2 separate regions of the Mus musculus genome follow, and region 2 is linked to region 1. A link is a contact called in public promoter capture Hi-C data. All regions are on one chromosome and are shown on one strand. Each heading gives the region's core, a stretch centred on a gene start, on an enhancer-like site or on the middle of the called end of the contact. The rest is flanking DNA. Distances are from core to core; before and after follow the strand shown.

Evidence for each region. Capture Hi-C pulls out chosen DNA fragments and counts their contacts.
Region 2: a promoter capture Hi-C map of adipose tissue shows a contact between it and region 1. The contact joins the promoter of Cd209d here to the promoter of Cd209a in region 1. A contact is called at or near these places in 2 of 9 other capture datasets (adipose tissue and liver).

The regions. Positions count from the first base shown.
Region 1 is chr8:3,746,214-3,751,556 of GRCm38.p6, forward strand. Cd209a (CD209a antigen) reads right to left here and starts at 2,771. Exons shown (of 7, transcript NM_133238.5): 1 at 2,648-2,771; 2 at 2,460-2,546; 3 at 2,111-2,200; 4 at 1,418-1,498; 5 at 668-819. The coding sequence starts at 2,693.
Region 2 is chr8:3,875,525-3,880,867 of GRCm38.p6, forward strand. Cd209d (CD209d antigen) reads right to left here and starts at 2,975. Exons shown (of 7, transcript NM_130904.2): 1 at 2,914-2,975; 2 at 2,727-2,813; 3 at 2,356-2,445; 4 at 1,532-1,606; 5 at 730-881. The coding sequence starts at 2,959.

The DNA.
Region 1 (5,343 bases), core at 1,521-4,020:
GAAAAAGCCAGCTGTGATGGTAGACATTTGTAATTCCAGCATGGGGGAGCCAGAGACAGGAGGATCCCTGGGTCTTGTTGGCTAGTCAGCTTAGCCTAAATGGTGAGCTCCAGGTTAATGAGAAACCATACCTTAAAGAAACAGTGGACAGCATCTGAGGGATAACACTCAAGGCTGACTTCTGGCTGGCACATGCACACAGATGCACCTACACATGAATGTGCACGTGCACATGCATATGTGTACATCAGAGGACAACTTTAGGTGTGGATACTCACCTTCTACCTTTTTGAGACAGGGTCTCTTGTTATTTCTGTGTATGCCATGAGAAATTCCCACCAACTTTCATGGTACCTCTTTTCCCTACCTCCCATTTTACCATAGGAACATTGGGATCACAAATGTGTGTTCTCATGCTGGGATTTGTATGGGTTTGCGGAGTCTAAACTCAGGTCCTCATGCTTGCTTTACCCACTCAGCCTCCTCTCCAGCCCTAAAGTGTCTTTTTGCAATTGCTCTGGTCTCATTCATAATGTTATCTTCCCTCTTCAGGCAAGCAGCCTATTTTCCAGAACATTGTATTCAACCAAACACCTCCCCTCCCTTTAGTCAGTGGCCTTAATGTATCCTCAGCTGAAGTATCCTTGATGGGCCTCACCAGGCATACCTGCTCTTCATCACTCTTGATGACCACAAGTTGAGCCCCCACATTGTGGCAGGCAGTGGCAGAATCATTCCAGGACTTCTGGGCCACAGAGAAGAAGTAACAGCTTCCTTGGAAGTGCGTCCAGTCCCAGGGGCAGGAGCGGCACAGTCGATCTGTTGGGGAGGTCAGGTCAGGTTAGGATGGACCCATCTTCAACCTTCAAGCCCTCCAGAATAAGCCCCTCCCTTGACACAGCACATCCCTTACTCCATGTCTTGAGTTCCTTCTATACCCAGAAGAACCCAGGAGTCCTAGCCTGATCCTTTCAAGACTGGAAAAAGTTTGGTCTTAGAGCTCAGAATAGAGGCCAGGAGGCTGGTTTAACTGAGTACCTACCATGTGCATACTCCTGTGAACACCCAGCACCTAATGTGTACACAATCTCTGTGAACACTGAGTGTCTAACATGTGCATACCCCTGTGAACATTGAGAGCTTACTTTGAACATACTCTTGTGAACATTGAGTGCCTATTCTGTTCAGTCTCCTGTGACTATTGAGTGCTTATTTTGTACATAATCCCTATGAATACTGACTGCTTATTGTGTGCATGGACTCTAGTCAAACACTAGTGAGATGCCTGCCTCATCATTACCCTGCATGTCCATCCCACAGGTTAGGGACGTGAGGCTTAGTGAAGAGGAGTTATTTAAGCAAGGTGATCTATGTAAACCTTTTCAGGGTGTGAGCGCCTTCACTTCCAGTCACTCACCTACGCCAGCCTTCAACTGGGTCAGTTCTTGGTAGACATTCATCTGATTGTTTTCTTCCTGAGAACTGGGTATTTTGTAGACTGGGCCAAGAAAATATAGTCACTGCAGTTATTAAATGCTTACTGTGTTTTTTGGTCTATACTGGGCCCCCAGGACCAAGATATCCTTTGTCCTCTCCCCCTTTTCTACCTCCTTCTTCTCTCCCCTCCTCATTCCTTCCTCTTTTTCTCTTTCTCTCTTTCTCTCCTTCTGCCCCCCCCGTCTCTCTTAGATAGTCTCATATAGTTCAGACTACATCAAAATTTTGATGTAGCTGCCTCTATGAACCTCTCCTTCCTCTGCTTCCTGAGTGCTGGGATTATAGGGATGTACCATTACACCCAGTTTTATGCAGTGCTTGGGATGGAGCACAGCTTTTTGAGCTTGTGAGGTAAGCATTCTACCACTTGAACAATGTCTCCAGTCTAGCATCATTTTCAAAACCCAAGGTCTTACTTAGTCCTATTTGATGAGGAAGATATCTAATAACCAAAGAAAATTGGATGTCTAAGGCAAGTGCAGCCAGTGTCTCTGTGCAGAACTCCTCTATTCAAAGGACCATGAAGACACAGTCCCAGTCAGTTGCTCCTCCCTTCTGGATCCCTCGTTTGAAGAGCCAGACTTAGGAGCCCCAAACACCAATCCTGCCTGACCTTTGACAAGGATGACAACCAGCAGCACAGAACAAACAGCTAGGAAGAGCACCTGCAGTGCCAAGGGGACTTGACTGTGGACCAGGCACCCTGTGGGAGAGAAGGGTTAAAATTTAGCACCTCAGCATTCCTGATTTATTGTGGCCCCAGTCAGGCAATCCATCTCTCACTCCCAAGGTACAGAATTTCATATCATAGCTTCTACAGTTCCCAGGTTCCAGATTCAGGATCTGAGCTTCCAATTCTCTGAACATCAGTGGCCTGAGTCCCAAACTCTACCCCCCCCCCCCCACAGAAACTAAGTTTATGTCTGGAGCTGACCACTCCATAGTCCCTCATTCTGTTTTACCTGTGAAGCTACTGAATCCAGAATTTGTTTGGAAGCCAAAGCCTTTGATGGAGTGCCTGGTGTGGCTGGATGTCAGCAGTTCCTCATCTAAGTGAATAGAGCGTCAGTCATATATAGGGTAGTCGGAGACAAACACTGACCTATTTGTGCCCCTTCCCCAAGCTCCCAGAGCACCAGCTCAGTCTCACCCAGAGGGCGAAGCTGCCTCTTCCCCATTTCCTTAGAATCACTCATGTTTCACAGCCACTTCTCAGTGCCAGAATCTGACAGAGACTACAGCTTTTATTTGCCACCTCCTTGAATCTTACTTAGGAAGAGAAATTGAGAAGTGAGTAATGACACCGGAAGAGTGAGAGGGAGGGGGCTGAGCATCTGACACACCAGGCAGGAGATACATTTTCCAGAAATTTCAGAGAGGAGTGAGAGGGCCTGTACTTCTCAGCAGAAATAGATGGTTCACTTCCAGTATGGTCAGCTCTGGAATGTCTTCTATAAAAGCCAGTAACTTGTAAAATCAAGTGACTTTTGGGTCTTTTTCAGTTATGATGGTGTGTGGGCTAGCAACACCATATCTTGTCAGAGACACCACCCTTTTTCATCTTGGTCTACTGATGGTGTCACTCATAGTGATTTCTTTCTCTTTTTTTCTCTGTTTTTGAGACAAGATTTTATGTAGCTCAGGCTAGCCTCAAACTTGACATGTAGCAGGAATGACTTGAACTGCCTCATCCCTTCACCTCCTGAGTTAGCTGGGGCTAACTGAGCCACATCGCCATCCCCCATTTTTTTATTTCCATGCATTCATTAAATTACACAAGTCACTTCCTTCTGGTACACCACTCAGCCAGGGGAAGATCAGGTGCTTCATCCTCCCCCCACCCTCCACCCAGAGACAGATTGACTCTCAAGAGATCTGTCATAATCAGACTCATAGGTAAGGCCCCCCCACCCCAATATATGGCCTAACTGGAACCCCCAAAGGGCCCAGCAGATGCAGGACATATCCACCCTATGGGAGACACATCTTCCTTCTGGTCCACAAAGAGGGCAGACTTGGTGCTCCAGCTCACCTGTCCACACCCAGAGACAGCCTGACTCTCAGGAGGTCTAGCATAACCAGGGTCACAGGAAGCCTGCCTAACTAGGGACACAGGAGGTCCCCCTAACCAGAGACAGCAATGTTTGCCTCCCAGAAGGTCTGCTCTAACGCAGCTCCCAGAGCTCTACCTTCCTACAAGGAGGGACAAGCTCCAGTCCCTGTCAGAGACAGCAAGGCTAGTTAACATTAGAGATAACCAGATGATGAGAGGCAAGTGCAAGAATATAGGCAACAGAAACCAATGCCACTTGGCACCATCAGAACCCTGTTCTCCCACCACAGCAAGCCCTGGATATCTTAATAAATCTGAAAAGCAAGATTTAGACCTAAAAATCCCATCTCATGAAGATGATGGAGCTCTTTAAGGAAGATATAAAGAACTCCCTTAAAAAAATACAGGTGAACACAGGTAATCAGGTAGACCCTTAAAGAGAAAACAAATAAATTCCTTAAAGAAATACTGGAAAACACAATCAAACAGGTGACGAAATTGAACAAAACCACCCTGGATCTAAAAATGGAAATAAAAACAATAAAGAAATTACAAAGGTAGGTAACCCTGGAGATGGAAAACCTAGAAAAGAGATCAGGAGTTATCAGATATAAGCATCGCCAACAGAATACAGGGATAGAAGAGAGACTCTCAGGTGTAGAAGATATCATGGAAAATATTGACACAAAAGTCAAAGAAAATACAAAGTGCAGAAAGCTTCTAACCCAAAACATCCAGGAGATTCAGGATACAATGAAAAGATCAAACCTAAGAATAATAGGAATGAATATAAGAGAGTGCAGATTCCCAGTTCAAAGGACCAGAAAACATCTTCAACAAAATCATAGTAGAAAACTTCCCTAACCTGAAGAAAGAGATGGCCATAAGTGTACAAGAGGCCTACAGAACACCTAATAGATTGGACCAGAAAAGAAAATCCTCCTGTCACATAATCAAAATACCAAATGCACAGGACAAAGAAAGCATATTACAAGCAGTAATGGAAAAAGGCCAAGGAACACATAAAGGCAGACCAATCAGAATTACATCAGACTTTGCAACAGAGACTCTAAAAGTCAGATCTTGGACAGATGTCATACAGATCCTAAGAGAACACAAATACCAGCCCAGGCTACTATAACTAGCAAAACTCTCAATCACCAAAGATGGAGAAACCAAGATAGTCTATGACAAAACCAAATTAAAACAATATCTCTCCACTAATCCAGCCCCACAGAGGATACTAGAAGGAAAGCACCAACACAAGGAGGGAAACTACACACAAGAAAAACCAAGAAATTAATCATCTTACAACAAACCCAGAAGAAGAGAACCACACAAACATAATACCACCTGTAACAACAAAAATAACACGAAGCAACAATTATTGGTTTTTAATTCTTCTCAACATCAATGGACTCAATTCCTCAATAAAAAGACAAAGCTAACAGACTGGGTATGTAAACAGGACCCAACATTTTGCTGCATATAAGAAACACACCTCAGTGACAAAGACAAACACTACCTCAGAGTAAAAGGTTGGAAAAAATTTCCAAGAAAATGGTTCCCCCCCCCCCAAAAAAAAAAAAAAAACAAGCTGGAGAGTAGCCATTCTAATATCCAATAAGATAGACTTCTACCCAAAAGTTCTCAAAAGAACACTTCATACTCATCAAAGGAAAAATCTGTCAAGACAAACTCTCAATCCTAAACATATATGCCCCAAGTGCAAGGGGCTACAACATTTGTAAAAGAAACATTACTAAAGCTCAAAACACACATTAAATCTCACA
Region 2 (5,343 bases), core at 1,725-4,224, 130 kb after region 1:
TGCCCTCTCTCCCTCTTCCTCTCCTTCTCCACCCTCCCCTCTGTGTGTGTGTGTTGTATGTGCATATGTATGTTGTGTAGGTGTTTGTAAACCGTGAGTACTCATGCAGAGGCCACAGGAAGATATCAGGCATCCTGCTGCAGTGCTCTCAGATGAGAATTTCTTACTGGACTTGGAGCTAAGCTGGCAGTCAGCAAGCCTGAGGGATCTTCCTGTCTGCAGGACCCATCCCCAACATGGGGCTTAAGGGCACATGTGACCATGCTTGGTTTTTTTCTGCACAGATGCTAAGGCTCCTAACTAGATCTTCATGCCTTAGCAGTAAGCGCCCTTACCCACTTAGAAATCTCCCCAAACCCATAACTAGCTTTCAAACTGTGGTTTCAGACTTAAGTCCTTGTGTTTTCAAGGCAAGCACCTTCATTAAAGACATTTCCCTAGTCTCTAGTGTAGCAGGACATATATCTCCCAGTGAGGAAGGAATTTAATACTACCCAGCACAAAGATAGCAATTACATTTTAGGCTTTCCCCCAATGCACCAGAAATGTTTAAGTCTTAGGTGTGATACTGTGGTGAGTACTTGGTGGAGGGGGCTCATTTCCACCCTTCTCTAGTCAAATAGAAAATGCAGCATCTAACTCATAGCCTTGTCTAGCAAATGATCTCATTCTCAGGCGACCTCAGCCAGATCCATGTTCCAGACAAGGATGGGGCCCCATCTGGCATACCTGCTCCTCATCAGTCTCTATGATGACCAGTTGGGCCCCCAGTTCCTGGCAGGCAGTGGTGGAGTTGTGCCAATTTCTTTGGGACTTGGAGAAGAAGTAACAGCTTCCATTGAAGAATGTCCAGTCCCTGGCGCAGGGTTGGCACAAGCCATCTGTTGGAGGAAGCAGATCATATGGACATACTTAGATGTCTGTGTTCCCATTTCTCCTCAACCTACAAGGTCTCCAGAACCAGGGTTCTTACTTATCACTGCATTCTGGGGAGCCATTCCCCTCTGTGTTTCCTTATCCTCTTCTTCACACAGAAAAAAATATAGAAGTCTTAAACCCATCTTCTCTAGTCATGGCAATGTAGGTGCCTAGAGTTCGGCACAAAAGTCAGGACTAGCTTGACTGAGTGCCTACTGTGTGCACAAGCCCTCTGTGAACTTAGAGTGCCCATGGTGTACATGGTCCTTGTTAACACTTAATACCGTCTATATGCATGGCTCCTGTGATTGTTTCGTGCATGGCCCCTATGAACATTGTATGCTTACTGTTTACATAACCCCTTTGATCACTGAATGTCTGTTGTGTGAATTGATATTGTGAGCATTGTCTATGCTGCATATAATTTCTGTGAATACTGAGTGCCTACTGGGTACATGGCCCCTGTAAACACCAAGTTCTATTTTCAGTATTATATTGTGATATCAATTCACAGAGAAGGAAATTGACACTCAAAGAGTCTGTTGACTGAAGGAAACTGACTCCCCTCCCATGGAGACCTGAGGGCCTGAATCCCTGGTCTCTGGCTACTCACCATGAACTTCAGCCTTCAGTTGCATGAGCTCCTGGTAGATTTTGTTCTGAACCTCTGAGCTGGGGACCTTTGACACTTAGCCGAGACAGGGAAAAAAAAGAAACACCTGTAGTTATTAAAACCTGTAGTTATACTCCTTTTTGCTGTGGCCTGCACTGGGTCCCTTGGGACATTATGTTGTTGGTTTTTTTGGAGGGTGGGTCTCACTATCTTGGCACTGATTTCTCTTGCTCCTGGGCATATGTCCTCATCTTATCTCAGCTTCACAAGTATTTAGAATTTCAGGTACATGCTTCCACCTCTGTGTCTAGGAAAATTTATGCCTGATGTCTTTAAACATGTATTTGCTTGATTAGTTATCTGTTTATTTATTCGTTTATTATGTGTATGGCTGTTTTGCCTGTGTGTATGTATATTCCATGTGTTTGTCTTGTGTCTTAGGAGTTCAGAAGAAGGTATTAGATACCCTGATACTGGGGTTTTAGATGGTTGTGAGCCATGGTGTGTATGCTGAGAACCAAACCTAGGTCTCTAGAAGAACAATAAGTGCTCTTAACTGTTGAGACAACTCTCCTGTCCTTGGTTAATACCTCTAAAGGCTAGGAAACTAGACACCCAGAGAAAGGTGGCCTATCAGGAGAAATGGGGACATAGCCCTTCTCTGAGACCCTCCCCTCCCCTCTCTGGTGTGCCAGAGATGGGGAGATGTCCCTGAGGAGTTCCTAGCACCACTGGAGGTTATGTTCTCAACTTGCATTTCCCATCACTTTCCCAGACAGACCCTAGAGCCAGATCAGAGAACTGAGCCTTTCATTGCTCCTGACCTAGGATCAGAATGATCAGCAGAAGCCCAGCCAAGAACAGGAAGGAAAGCAGCTGCAGGACCAAGGGGTTGCGGCTCTGCTTCGTATACTCTGCAGAACAGAAGGTAGTTGTATTAGAATCATAGTGGCCTTGACTTAGTGTTGCCCAAGAGATAGACTTAGTGCTGCTATCCTCCTCCTGCAGGGCACATGAGTCTGGACTCTGTGCCTCCTATGGCCCACAATTCTATTCCCCCAACCTCCATCTCCATCTCCATCTCAATCTCCATCTCCCAGGACTGAATGAGAAGTTTAGGATCTCAACTTCAATTTCCCAGGACCCACTTCTGGGGGAGGTCATCCACTTCCCCCAGGCCCTCACCCTGCTGTACCTGCCAAACTCTTGATTCCAAATTTTGTTTGTAATCGGGAGCTGATATCAGAATACCTGGTGCCACTCATCAAACACTCTTCATCCTCTGGAGAAACAGAGCACCAGTCAGAGCCTGAGTAGGCTCTGCCACAAGCTGCCCCTCAGGCCTCCCTCACGGAGATCCCACAGTCCTAGCCCATTCTTACCTGGAATGACCACTTGCTGTGTCTTTGATTCCATGGAGTCACTCATGGTTACTAGTGCCTGGGACTTCGAGAGAGCACAGCTTCTGTTGTCCCCTAATGCCCACTTCCTAGACATTCTGATAGGAAGAGAAAAAAGGAACTGAGTACAATGCTGAAGAGTTAGAGGGAGGAACCGCACCCCTGACACAGCTCATCTGGTGCCAGGCAACCCAGGAATTTTTTTAGGGCGAGGTCTGGGAAGACTAGGGTGTATACCAGAAAGATGTGGTCTATTCATCTTGTGACCAAATTTATGGGACACCTTTATCAAAGCCTACAGCCTATAGAGTACGTCTACTTTGCTATGTACTTTCCACTTGTGCTAAGGATTGGAGAGCCATAACCCATATTCCTGGTTATTCTGCCCCCACTAACTCATGCGTCTCTGCTTTGCTAGCATAGGGGCTCGCTGTGATTTCTGCTGACTCTGGTGTATTGACGGACAAAACATACTCCTATTAATGCAATGCCTGCTGCAGATCTACTCATTTTACCTCTCTATGCTGTAGCACATGATCATCTTTCCATTTCTGTACACCCAGATTAGGTAACAGGCTCATAGTCACACAGCTATTTCATGGTGAGCTGACGTCTGAACACAGCTAATCTGACTCTATGGTCCTCATTGTAAACTAAGGAGAATCAAATGGTCCCAAGGGTCAGCATATATTGAATGAAAAAAGGATGCATGTTTTTGTTGTTACTCTTCATGGGTAGCAAAGACACCCGTGGAAGCTGGGAATTGGTTCTTTTCTTCCACTATGTGGGAACTGGGGATCATATTCAGGCTATTAGGATTGGAGGCAAATGCCTTTATCTACTGAACCATCTTGCTGACCCATTTCATCTTATTTTTGACACAGGTTGCCATTGAAGCTTGAGCTCATTGATTCAGTTAGATTGGCTGTCCAGTGAGCCCTGAGAATCCTTCTGGTTCCGCCACACCAGTTCTGGGGAGATCTGGAAACTGTTGCTGACCCATTGCCCTTGCTTCAGGATGGCTTCTGATGGCAGGGCAGTTTCTGACTGGCTGCCTGAAGCCTGTTTTTTTTTTTTTTTTTTTTTCCTTGTAACCGACTTGTCTGGGCTTGCTTGGACTTGACCAGTCCTTAGGTCTAGTCTCCTGAACTGCCAATTTAAAGCCTGTCATGGAGTCATCCTAGCCTTCTCAGTTTGTCTTTCAGAGTCTGGGTTACCTTAGGATGATTTTTTCCCCCAAATTCTGTCCATTTGCCTGCAAAGTTCATGATGTTGTTGTCTTTAACTACGGAGTAAAACACCACATGTAAATTAACCACATTTACTTCATCCATTCTTCAGTTGAGGGGCAACTAGATTGTTTCCACTTTCATGCTATTATGAATAAAGCTACTATAAACATAGACCAAGTCTCTTTGTGGTAGAATAGAGCATCCATTGGGTATATGCCCAGGAGTGGTATCTGGGTCTAGAGCTACATCAGTTACCAGTTTTCTGAGAAACCACCATATTGATGTCCAGGGTATCTTGTAGAAGTTTGCATTGCTACCGGAAATGAAGGAGTGTTCTCCATGCTTCATATCCTCACCAGCATGAGCTGCTACTTATGTTTCTGATCTTAGACATTTCAAGAGGTGTAGATGTAATCTCACAGTTGTTTTGATTTGCACTTTCCTGATGGCTAAGGATATTGAACATTCTTTAAGTATTTCTTGGACATTTGAGATTCCTCTGTTGAGAATTCTCTTTAGAACTGGATTAAACTGAATTATTTGGGGCTTTTTGATGTTTAGTTTTTTTTGACACACACACACAGAGAGGTATATGTATATGTGTGTGTGTAAATACACACACACACACATATGTATAATATATATACACATATATATATGAAATTAAACCTCTGTCAGATGTGAGGTTGGTGAAGATCTTTTCACATTCTGTGGGCTACTCTTTTATCCCATTGATGGTGTCCATTGCCTGTGTTTCAGTTTCACAAGGTCCCATTCATTAATTGTTAATCTTTGCACCTATGCTATTGATGTTCTGTTCAGGAAGTTGTCTCCTGCATCAATGTGTTTCAGGCTAGACTATACCTTCTCTTCTATTAGGTTCACTGTATCTGGTTTTATGCTGAGGTCTTTGATCCACTCGGACTTGAGTTCTGTGCAGGGTGATAGATATGGATCTATTTGCATTCTTCTATATGCAAGCTTCCAGTTAGACCAGCACCATTTAATGAAGATACTTTCTTTTTTCAATTGTATAATTTTGGCTTCTTTGTCAAAGATCAGGTGTCCATAAGTATGTGGATTTATGTTTGGGTATGTGATTTGATTCCACTGAACAACATGTCTATTTTTATGTCAATATCATGTGGATTTTATTACCATTGCTGTACTACAGTTTGAA